2 separate regions of the Mus musculus genome follow, and region 1 is linked to region 2. A link is a contact called in public promoter capture Hi-C data. All regions are on one chromosome and are shown on one strand. The core of a region is the stretch at or near the end of the contact, and the rest is flanking DNA. Distances in the headings are between cores, read along the strand shown.

What was found. Capture Hi-C pulls out chosen DNA fragments and counts their contacts.
Region 1: a promoter capture Hi-C map of adipose tissue shows a contact between it and region 2. The contact joins two enhancer-like sites. A contact is called at or near these places in 6 of 39 promoter capture datasets (cranial neural crest, embryonic stem cells, frontonasal cranial neural crest and 3 more), 1 of 15 datasets of contacts at CTCF or cohesin (embryonic stem cells), 3 of 484 Hi-C or Micro-C datasets (LSK cells, cortical neurons and nephron progenitors), 2 of 115 datasets of contacts at active chromatin or transcription factors (embryonic forebrain and extraembryonic endoderm stem cells) and 3 of 9 other capture datasets (adipose tissue, liver and pancreatic islet).

The regions. Positions count from the first base shown.
Region 1 is chr12:21,275,923-21,280,612 of GRCm38.p6, reverse strand. Itgb1bp1 (integrin beta 1 binding protein 1) reads left to right here. Exons shown (of 7, transcript NM_008403.5): 2 at 1,083-1,213; 3 at 3,715-3,793. The coding sequence starts at 1,142. Among named protein-coding and RNA genes, the nearest start is that of Itgb1bp1, 8.0 kb to the left of the region's middle. Within about 2 kb of position 3,027, at least 5 of the 459 cell types and tissues checked have an H3K27ac peak or open chromatin away from gene starts, as enhancers often do. A contact at or near this core is called in adipose tissue, where this site is marked.
Region 2 is chr12:21,096,276-21,100,967 of GRCm38.p6, reverse strand. No RefSeq gene overlaps it. Among named protein-coding and RNA genes, the nearest start is that of Asap2, 13 kb to the left of the region's middle. Within about 2 kb of position 2,842, at least 13 of the 459 cell types and tissues checked have an H3K27ac peak or open chromatin away from gene starts, as enhancers often do. A contact at or near this core is called in adipose tissue, where this site is marked.

The DNA of each region.
Region 1 (4,690 bases), core at 1,778-4,277, 180 kb before region 2:
AGGGGCCCATTCCCGCCAAATCATCTTTGGAGTCCAGCTGCAGGTGACCACGTGTATACTCCGGGCGGCAGGTAGTGGCAGTGGGAGTGGCAGAACGATAGGGTGGCAGGCTCCACACCTGATGATCTGGTGATAACAGTCAAGCCTCACCAGCCTGATTTCAGGCTGGGGAGGGGGGAGGTTACAATCAGATCCCTTGGAACTAGAGTCACAGATTGCTGTGAAAGGCTGGCAACCTAACCCAGGCTCACTATAAGAGCAACTGCTCTTAACCAATCTGCCAACTCTCCTGCCCTGGTGTATAAATTTTGTGTGTGTGTGTGTGTGTGTGTGTGTGTGTGTGTGTGTGTGTGTGTACGTACTACAGTCATGTAGGTGCCATCAGAAACCAGAAAAGTACAACGGGATCTTCTGGAGCTAGAACTGCAGGTGGTTGCGAGCCACCTGATGTCACTGAGAACCAAACTCGGGTCCTCTGAAAGAGCATCAGGCACTCTTAACTGCTGAGCCATCTCTCCAGCCACGTCTGAAAAATCTTTAAGAGAGCAATAGGGTTTGAAGCCAGGTGCTCACACATTGCTAGTCAAGTGCTAAGCCACAGAGCCTCATTCCCAGAGCAGCATTTTATAATTTAATAGAGGAAAAGGATGAAAAAGAGTGCATCCAAGGGAAGGAAAAGGAACACACCCACAGATGTGGAAAGGGCTGATGGTTTCTGTTTGTGCTCTGGAAGTCTGCTGTTGCTTTTTTTTTCTTTTCTTTTCTTTTCTTTTCTTTTCTTTTCTTTTCTTTTCTTTCTTTTGTTTTGTTTTGTTTTGTTTTGTTTTGTTTTTTTGGAGACAGGGTTTCTCTGTGTAGCCTTGGCTGTTCTAGAATGCGCCACCATGCCCGGCTGCTGTTGCTTTTTTTTTTTTTTCTCTTTTTCTTTTTTGACGACGGGTTTATGTAGCCCTGGTTGGCCTAGAACTTACTCTGCAGATCATGCTGACCTGGAACTCACTAAGATCTGCCTGCCTCTGTCTTTCGAGTGCTGGGAGTAAAGGCATGCGCCACTACCCAGCTGATGTTGCTTTTCTTGACAGTCCTGGAAACAACACTTGTTCCACTGCGGCATCTTCTCTGGATCGAGCTATGGTGAAAGATGTTTCGCAAAGGCAAGAAGAGACACAGCAGCAGCAGTTCCCAGAGCAGTGAAATCAGTACAAAGAGCAAGGTAAGAGGCCAGGGTGGGACAGACGCACAGAGCACTGACGATGCCTCTCCTAACTGGCTCCGCACAGTGTACATGGCCAGACCCAGAGTCTTCACCCTACCTGCCTATAATGCCTGTTTTTGCACTACTTAACCACTCCATGTTTGTTCTAATTTTATTGTTTTGGTATATTTCTGAAATTTTTAAATTCCACCAAGTGGGACTAAAGCTATGAGTGGTCTTGTTAAAACACCCTGATTTAACAATTTTTAAAATTGTATTTTATGTATATAAGTGCTCTGTCTGCATGTATGCCAGCATGCCAGAAGAGGGCATCAGATCCCAGTATAGATTGTTGTGAGCCACCATGTCATTACTGGGAATTGAACTCAGGATCTCTAGAAGAGTACACAATGCTCTTAACTGCTGAGCCATCTCCCTAGCCCTGATTTAACATTTTTTAAAAAAACTTTTAAAAAACATTTATTTGAGGGATTGAGGCACATTATATGGTTTGTGGAGGTCAGAGGGACACTGGCAGGAGTTAATTCTAGGCTTCCACCATGTGCATATGGGGATTGAACTCATGTTGTAGGACTTGGGCAACAAGTGCTCTTACCTTTAAACCCATCTCAATGACCCATATATTGCCACTCTGTTCCGAACGATAGCTGAGGGGATCTGCGGGGCTCTGGCCCTGCCTAAGCGGCCAAAGAGTTGTGCTCTCCAAAGGGGAGCGAGAGTCAGATCAAGGCCAGTCTCTACCACTGCCTCCACTGCTCTGGAGTCAATGTAGCTACTCTGCAGGGCAGCAGGGCTTGGGGGCCACCAAGCAGGAAGTGACTGCAGTAGGTTGGAGCAGTTTCCAGCAGAGAATTCCCTTCCCCAAAGTGTTACAGCTCTCTATGACAGATGCTCTCAGAAGGTCTTTGAAATGAAGTTCGTGTGTTTTATCCCTTGTGGACAGGATCTTTTATACATTTTGGGGTGGGTTGGGATCTAAGAGCAGAGGTTTCTATTGGCTTGGTCGTGGATGTTAAGGATGCCTCATCTGCATGCAGAGAGACTTCAGACTGATTGTCACAGTCCTTTCCATGGCGTGTTGTGGTCACATGTTCCGGGATAGGAACCTGGTTGGGAGTAAATGAAACACCTACGGTCCTCAGGTATGAGGATACTGGGGTTTCTGACTCCACCTGACCGTACCGAGTTTTCTGTCTGATGGCACGGTCCACTGCCCACAATATATAGCCTCTTTTCTTCTCCTCCTCCAGATAGGGTTCCAGGTAGCTCAGGCTAGTCTTACTTCACAGCATGGTCTCCTATAGCAGGGCAGAACCGTTATCCCCTGATTCTTCCCAGTCCAAGTGCTAGGGGCACCATGCTTGGGTCTCATTTTTTTATTTAATTAAATTTTTAAGGTTTATTTTTAGTTATCTGTACATATATACGAGGGATGTTATATGCAGATGAATGTGGTTGCCTACAAAGTCTAAAAGAAGGCACTGGAGCCCTGAAGCTGGACTTATGGTGGGTTCTGAGCTGGGACCTGAACTCAGGTCCTCTTGAAGAATTGCATCATTTCACTAGCCCATACAATATTTAAATGACAGAAATTGCAGGCATTGAGGGGTGAGATGTCTTGGAGTCTAGGGTTTGTTGTTGTGTTTAGTATTTCCTTCACAGCAAGATTGCTTAAGCTCCCTCCCTTTACCAGATTTTTTGAATATTGCCTGGCAGTGCCAACGGATTTATGAAACACTCCCCTTCTGAGTCAGGGTTTTCACAGAATGGCATTTCTAAGGAAAGGAATGACACATTTATCCCTTAGAACTACTTACATAGTTTTATCTTGGTCACCAGATTTGTTGTTCTGTTCACATTGACAGCCATGCCATCTGCTAATATCCCTGAGCCTGCTGTGGCAGAAACAAGAGGAAGGAGTTGCAGAGGGCCAGATTAGGGATGGGGGGGGGGATCTCCTGGCTTCTCTTCACTTCTCAGACAGAGACATTGCTCAATGTCTGTCTTTCTGCACATGGTTCTTTTGAGGTTCCATGGAAATAATAGGAAAGCAAGAAGAGGCGTTCATGGAGACTTCAGTGTAAGGCAGAGTCGGGGAGGGGACTTAACGTTCAGCCTCAGCCTGAAGATGCCAATATCACATACATTATCTGCATCTGGTATGTGGTTGCAAGAGCACCTGTCACATTTTGAAGTTGGCTGTCGAAAATGTCTTTAGCCGAGCTGGACAGATGGCTCAGAAGTTGAGAACACTGGCTCTTCTTTCAGAGGTCCTGAGTTCAATTCCCAGCAACCACATAGTGGCTCACAAGCATCTGTAATAGGATTTGAGGCCCTCCTCTGGTGTGTCTGAGAAGAACCACAATGTACTCACATACATTAAAAAAAAAAAAAGAAAATGTCTTTAGCCGCAGTCAGTCTGCTTGAATTATTGACCAGATTTTGTGTCATAAGTAATTTGCATCAGAGAAGACATGTCTTACTGTCTTTCTTCTCAGTCTGTGGATTCCAGCCTTGGAGGACTTTCAAGATCCAGCACTGTCGCCAGCCTCGATACAGACTCCACTAAAAGCTCAGGTATGAGGAGGGGCTGGGTGACTTGGTGACTGATGTTGGGTTTACTCAGTGTTTTGTGTGGTAGGTTAGAGCGATGTCTCCTGGTCTGGTTTTTCTCCCTCTCCTCTGCCACTTCTGGAAATTTCAGAAATGCACCACAGTTTGGTGAGATGGGTGAAGGTGCTGTGTGGTAGGCACTTAGGCAGTGTTCACAGTGGGTCTGAGAGCAAGCATTTGAAACATCCCATGACAGTGACTTAGCAGTTCCAAAACAGCTTTATAATAGGTAGGGGAGCAGAGACAGAATTATACTTGGGCTTAATGTTTATGGGAACGGATCAGATGTGTTAGTGGTGAAGGATTTAGGAACCATTAACCTTGCGGGCTGCCTCCAGATACCCTAGTTGAGATGACCAGCAGACACATAGGAAATGAGGATGTGTGTCCCTGTGCAGTTATACAGTCACCTCAAATTAGTTGCTTCTTAGAAATTAGACTCCTAGCTGAGCTCCATAATTAGCTAGTAATTGGAAATAAACTGTATTCATTTTTATTTTACCTAAAATAATATTGGCACTTAAAATTATCTTTACCTCTAGATGTTAAAATGTTGGAATCATTTTCATTCACAAACAGTATAAATATAATTGCACTGTATTTCTTTAGCACTGTATCACAGTGCTTTGAGAGATTTTCTATACTGGCTAGATCTTGTTACCATTTATTTATTTATTTATATTTGTTTATTTATTTTTGGTTTTTCTTTTTTCTTTCTTTCTTTTTTTTTTTTTGGTTTTTCAAGACAGGGTTTCTTCATGTAGCCCTGGCTGTCCTGGAACTCACTTTGTAAAACAGGTTGGCCTCGAACTCAGAAATCCGCCTGCCTCTGCCTCCCAAGTGCTGGGATTAAAGGCATGC
Region 2 (4,692 bases), core at 1,593-4,092:
CTTTCATCCAGCACATGGGAGGCAGAGGCAGGCAGATTTCTGAGTTTGAGGTCAGCTTTGTTTACAGAGGGAGTTCTGGGGTTGCTGGGCCTACATGGAGAAACTGGTCTCTGTGTTGAAAAACAAACAAAACAACCCTGAACAAACCAAAGAACAAAAGCAAATTGGGAAGGAAAGGAAAGGGTTAATTCTATATTTTGCTTCCACATCACTGTACTTTATTAAAGGAAGTAGGGGCAGAAACTCAGGGCAGGTACTGAAGCAGAGGCCAGTGAGAAGGGCTACTTACTGGCTTGTTCCTCATGAGTTGCTCGGCCTGCTTATACATTCCAGGACCACCTGCCCAGAGGTGCCCAAATGGGTAGGGCCTAACCCTAATAGTCACTAATTAAGAAAATGCCCTAGTCTTGCCTACAGGTCAGTTTTGTGGAGGCATTTCTTAAAAATTATGGTTCACTCTTCCAGCTTGTGCCAAGATCATATACGAAAAGAGATAGATGAATAAATAAATACATTTACCCAGGAAACCCTGGTTTCATCCCCAATACCACAAAATAGGAAAGTAGATAATGGTTGACAAATATAGATTATAGATGATAGTGGTGAATAATAGAAGACAGTTTACCAGATAGATAGATTGGTAGATAAATTATAGATAGATAGATAGATAGATAGATAGATAGATAGATAGATAGATAGAGAAGATGATAGAAAATAATGATTCAGGTGATAGGTAAAAGACAAGAGAAGAGAGATGGATGACAGATACAATACTATCTATAGATGATAGGGAATAATAAGGTACATGACCGGCAGATGAAGAGGTAAGAAAAGAGAAGACAGAGCTAGGTAGATAACAAAGAGAATAGATAAATAAAGTAGCTGAGCATGATAGCCTGATTCTTTAACCACAGTACTCAGGGGCCAGAGTCAATAGGATGTTTGTGAGTTCAAAGCCAGCCTGATCTAAATACTGAGTGCTAGGATAGGTAGGGCTATTCAGAGAAAGCTTGTCTTGAAAAACTAAAAATAAAACAAAACTAAAATGCAGATGAAATAGATTACAGGTCTAGATCATAGAAGAAGATATCACAGAGATTGATTGTCATACAGGAGATCTGTAGTTAATAGAGACAGATACTAGAAGATAAGATTAGCTGGATAAGTAGATGAAGATAGAACAAATATAAGGGAAGGTCTGGTAAGGGAACATGGGAATTGTTAGACCACAGAATGAGAGGACAGCCTAGTTGGAACTGGGCAAGCATTCCACATTTCTCCTTTCATAAGGACAGCAGTCATATTAGTTACTTCCTATTGCTGAGAAAAAAAACCCCACCATGACCAGCAGTTGAGAGCTCATGTCTATCTTTTTTCTTCATTTTTCTACAATAGTTTTCTTTTTTTTTTAAAGAAAATACTCGTTTTCATTTTAGTGCACTGGTATTTCACCTGCATGAATGTCTGTGTTAGGATGTCCGATCTCCTTGAGCTAGAGTTACAGACAGTTGTGAACTGCCATGTGGGTGCTCACTTCGGGATTCATTCCATCAACAGCAGCCCCACGTTATTTCAGAAGTATTATCCAAGGATGGGCTATAAACTCCAACACACAGAATAGTCCAGTAAAACCTCCCCTCTCCACCTGTTCAGAATGCTGTGTCTTTTCTCACGGCTAGCCTAGGCCTCTCCACTCCTGGGTTGCCATAGGTACAGTCCTCAGCATCTTTTCTCACCTACTGGGGCTATGGTTGCAATGACCATGGTCCAAGCCATTATCATATTTTGGATGTGATCCCGTGCCAGAGCTGCCATGCTGCTGAATTAAAATTCCTCTCCACATGTGTGCTAGGCTTTGAACTCAAGTCATGCTTGCCCAGTAAGTACACTTGCCCTGACCTCATTTTCCAAATCTAGATTCTGGGAGGCCTTATTTAGACCTTTAAAATTAGTCTTCAGGAGAGGAGCTCAGGTAGCTTGTATGCTTAATAGGATTTCCAGGATTTTCCATCAAACAAAATTCGGAAGCTTTATGTGGCAGTTAGGTGGAGAAGCTCAAAGCCAGAGTGTTGGGAATTTCTTTATGAGTGTAAGCAGGCATGGGGTCATTCTTGGAGGTAAGTGAGCAGTGAGCCCATTCCAGAGCCCACAATCCAGCAAACCTCTGAGGATCCGTCTACAAAATAATGACTCGAGAATAAACATGGCCAAAAAGTAGGGAAAAACACTTGCCACAAAGCCTGGTGACCTAAGTTCAGTTCTCAGAACCAACATGGTAGAAGAGAGAACCAAGTCCTGCAGAGTGCCCTCTGATTTCCACACTAGTGCATGCTCACACAAAGATAATGAGAAATATTTTTAAGACCAAAAGCGTTCCCAGTGGAGCTGAAAGTGTCTAATATCCATGCTTGGATCACTCCTTTGCTCTCCTGGTATGTGTTTGAGGCAGAGGGATTTGCTTGTAGGAATCTGAGCTACCTGTAAGTGGAAGCAATGCCGAAATCACAGAGGGGACCTAGTCCCTACAGACTATTTTCTCAGTACAGTGGGATTCCTAGTGTCTGATGCCCTGTGGGGGGCCTTCTTTGCAAAAAGCTTATAGATTGTTTTCCTGAGTCTTTTTGATTTGCTTGGAAAACTAACTCTAGCAGCCTGAGGGTTGGGCATAATCCTCCCAGACAGCAGTGGGGAGCCAGGCACTTTGCCCCCAAACTTTCTCTTTCCTGTTAGTGCTTGAAAAACCGGGTTACATTCTGGTTCTGTTTGTTCCAGTACTCCTCTCCTCTCTCTCCTGACCTCTCCCACTCAGCTTGGGCTTCACAGCCAATGCTGATCTCACTGGCTGACTCTGCATTGCATGTTGCTGAGTCCCACATACTAGTGCCAAGAAGTGAACGAAGAAGCAGCTAGCTCCTGTCCTGGTCAAAGTTTCCTAGGGGCTCCCAGCCTCCCCAGGGTCATGCCCTGAACCCACCCCTGGGTAGGACCCCTGAGTGTGGCAAAGAAGGTCCCTGCATGGGCCAGACCTGTAGAAATGTCTGGTTAGGCAGGCTCTCTGGGTCCCTCTGAGTAATTAGCTGGAGACGGGAGCCCAGCAAGGCCAAGACCAAGGGATTTGACAGCAGGGTTGCCAGCTGATCAATGTGGTCTTTGTTCCTTGTTCCAAAAAAGATGACACAGCAATCCAGCCTGAAGCTTTTAGGAACAAGCAGCATCCCTGGAAGATGCTGCTCACTACTGTGAACCAGGAAGAGCACTGATGGCAAGCCAGGAGTAACCTCCATCCTTCATGTCTCAGGGGACTAACAGCCCATATAAGCAGGCTTCTCACTTGTCTGAAGTCTGATCCTACAGATCCTGTCCTGGATACTTTTATGCCAACTTAACACAAGCTAGAGTCATCTGAGTGGAGAAATCTAGATTTAGAAAATGCTTCCATAAGATCCAGCTGTAATGCATTTTCTTAATAAAGAAATTAAGGCAATTTCATAATTAGGTTGGGGAGGGCCCAGCCAATTGTGGGTGCTGTCATCTCTGGCCTGCGGTCCTGGGTTCTATAACAAAGCAGGCTGAGCAAGCCAGGAGGAGCAAACCAATAACTAGCACTCTCTCCTTCATGACCTCTGCATCAGCTCCTTACTCCAGGTTTCTCCCTGCTCAAGTTCCTGTTCTGACTTCCCTTGATGATGAACTGTGAGGTGGAAGCCTAAGACAAATAAGCCCTTTTCTCCCCCAAGTTGCTTTGGTCATGCTTGTTTCAGCACAGTAATGGTATCCCTGACTTCAACAGGACCCTTGTCAGATTAACTACTTTGGGCAGTAAAACATGCTCACTTTCACAGAGGTCCCAGTGGCTGCCAACCCACAGGGAGTGGACGCTTCTCTTGCCCAGGGTTCACTGTCTTTGTTCTTCTCCCTCTAATTATCTAAGCAGAAGCTTCAGCACCACTTTCCGGGCTCTTCCTCTTCAACTAATGACAATCAGTTGGCAACGAATCCACGTGTCATTGGATTGGGTATTTCAGTTTATTATCCGCGGGCACTGTGGTCCTGAGCCCTCATTTCCCACTGTGCCCTTATCCATTTAGGTCTCTCCTCATCTGCAAGTGTTATTTTATAATAAATCTTCCCATCTCTGGGTTAATCAACTTTCTAATCACCCTCTTTACTGGGTGCCAGACTCTTTCCCATAGTGATCCTTCTAAAAAGCAAATGTAGTTTTAAGCGGCTCAGAATCTTCCAGGGTCTCCCTACAGTCTACGAATAAACCCTAAATTCTTCAATATGCTCTAAGAGATCCTTCATGGCCCAGAATGCCTGACTGTGCTGCCTCACTTCTCCTCCAACCTTGCTTGTACCCAGAGATTGAACCATAGTCTATTGACTCAGGCATTTCCTCATTAAGTTCCTGCTTTATTTTCTTTTTAAAGGTGTGTCTATTGTATGCATATGAGTACAATGTAGCTGTCTTCAGACACACTAGAAGAGGGCATCAGACCCCATTACAGATGGTTGTGAGCCACCATGTGGTTGCTGGATATTGAACTCAGGACCCCTGGAAGAGCAGTCATTGCTCTTAACTACTGAGCCATCTCTTCAGCCCCAGTTCCTGCTTTATTTATCATTACACAATTAGTGTTTGGGAAGGGGAGGGGAAGGAGCATACATATAAGGGAGTGTGCATTTGCCCTA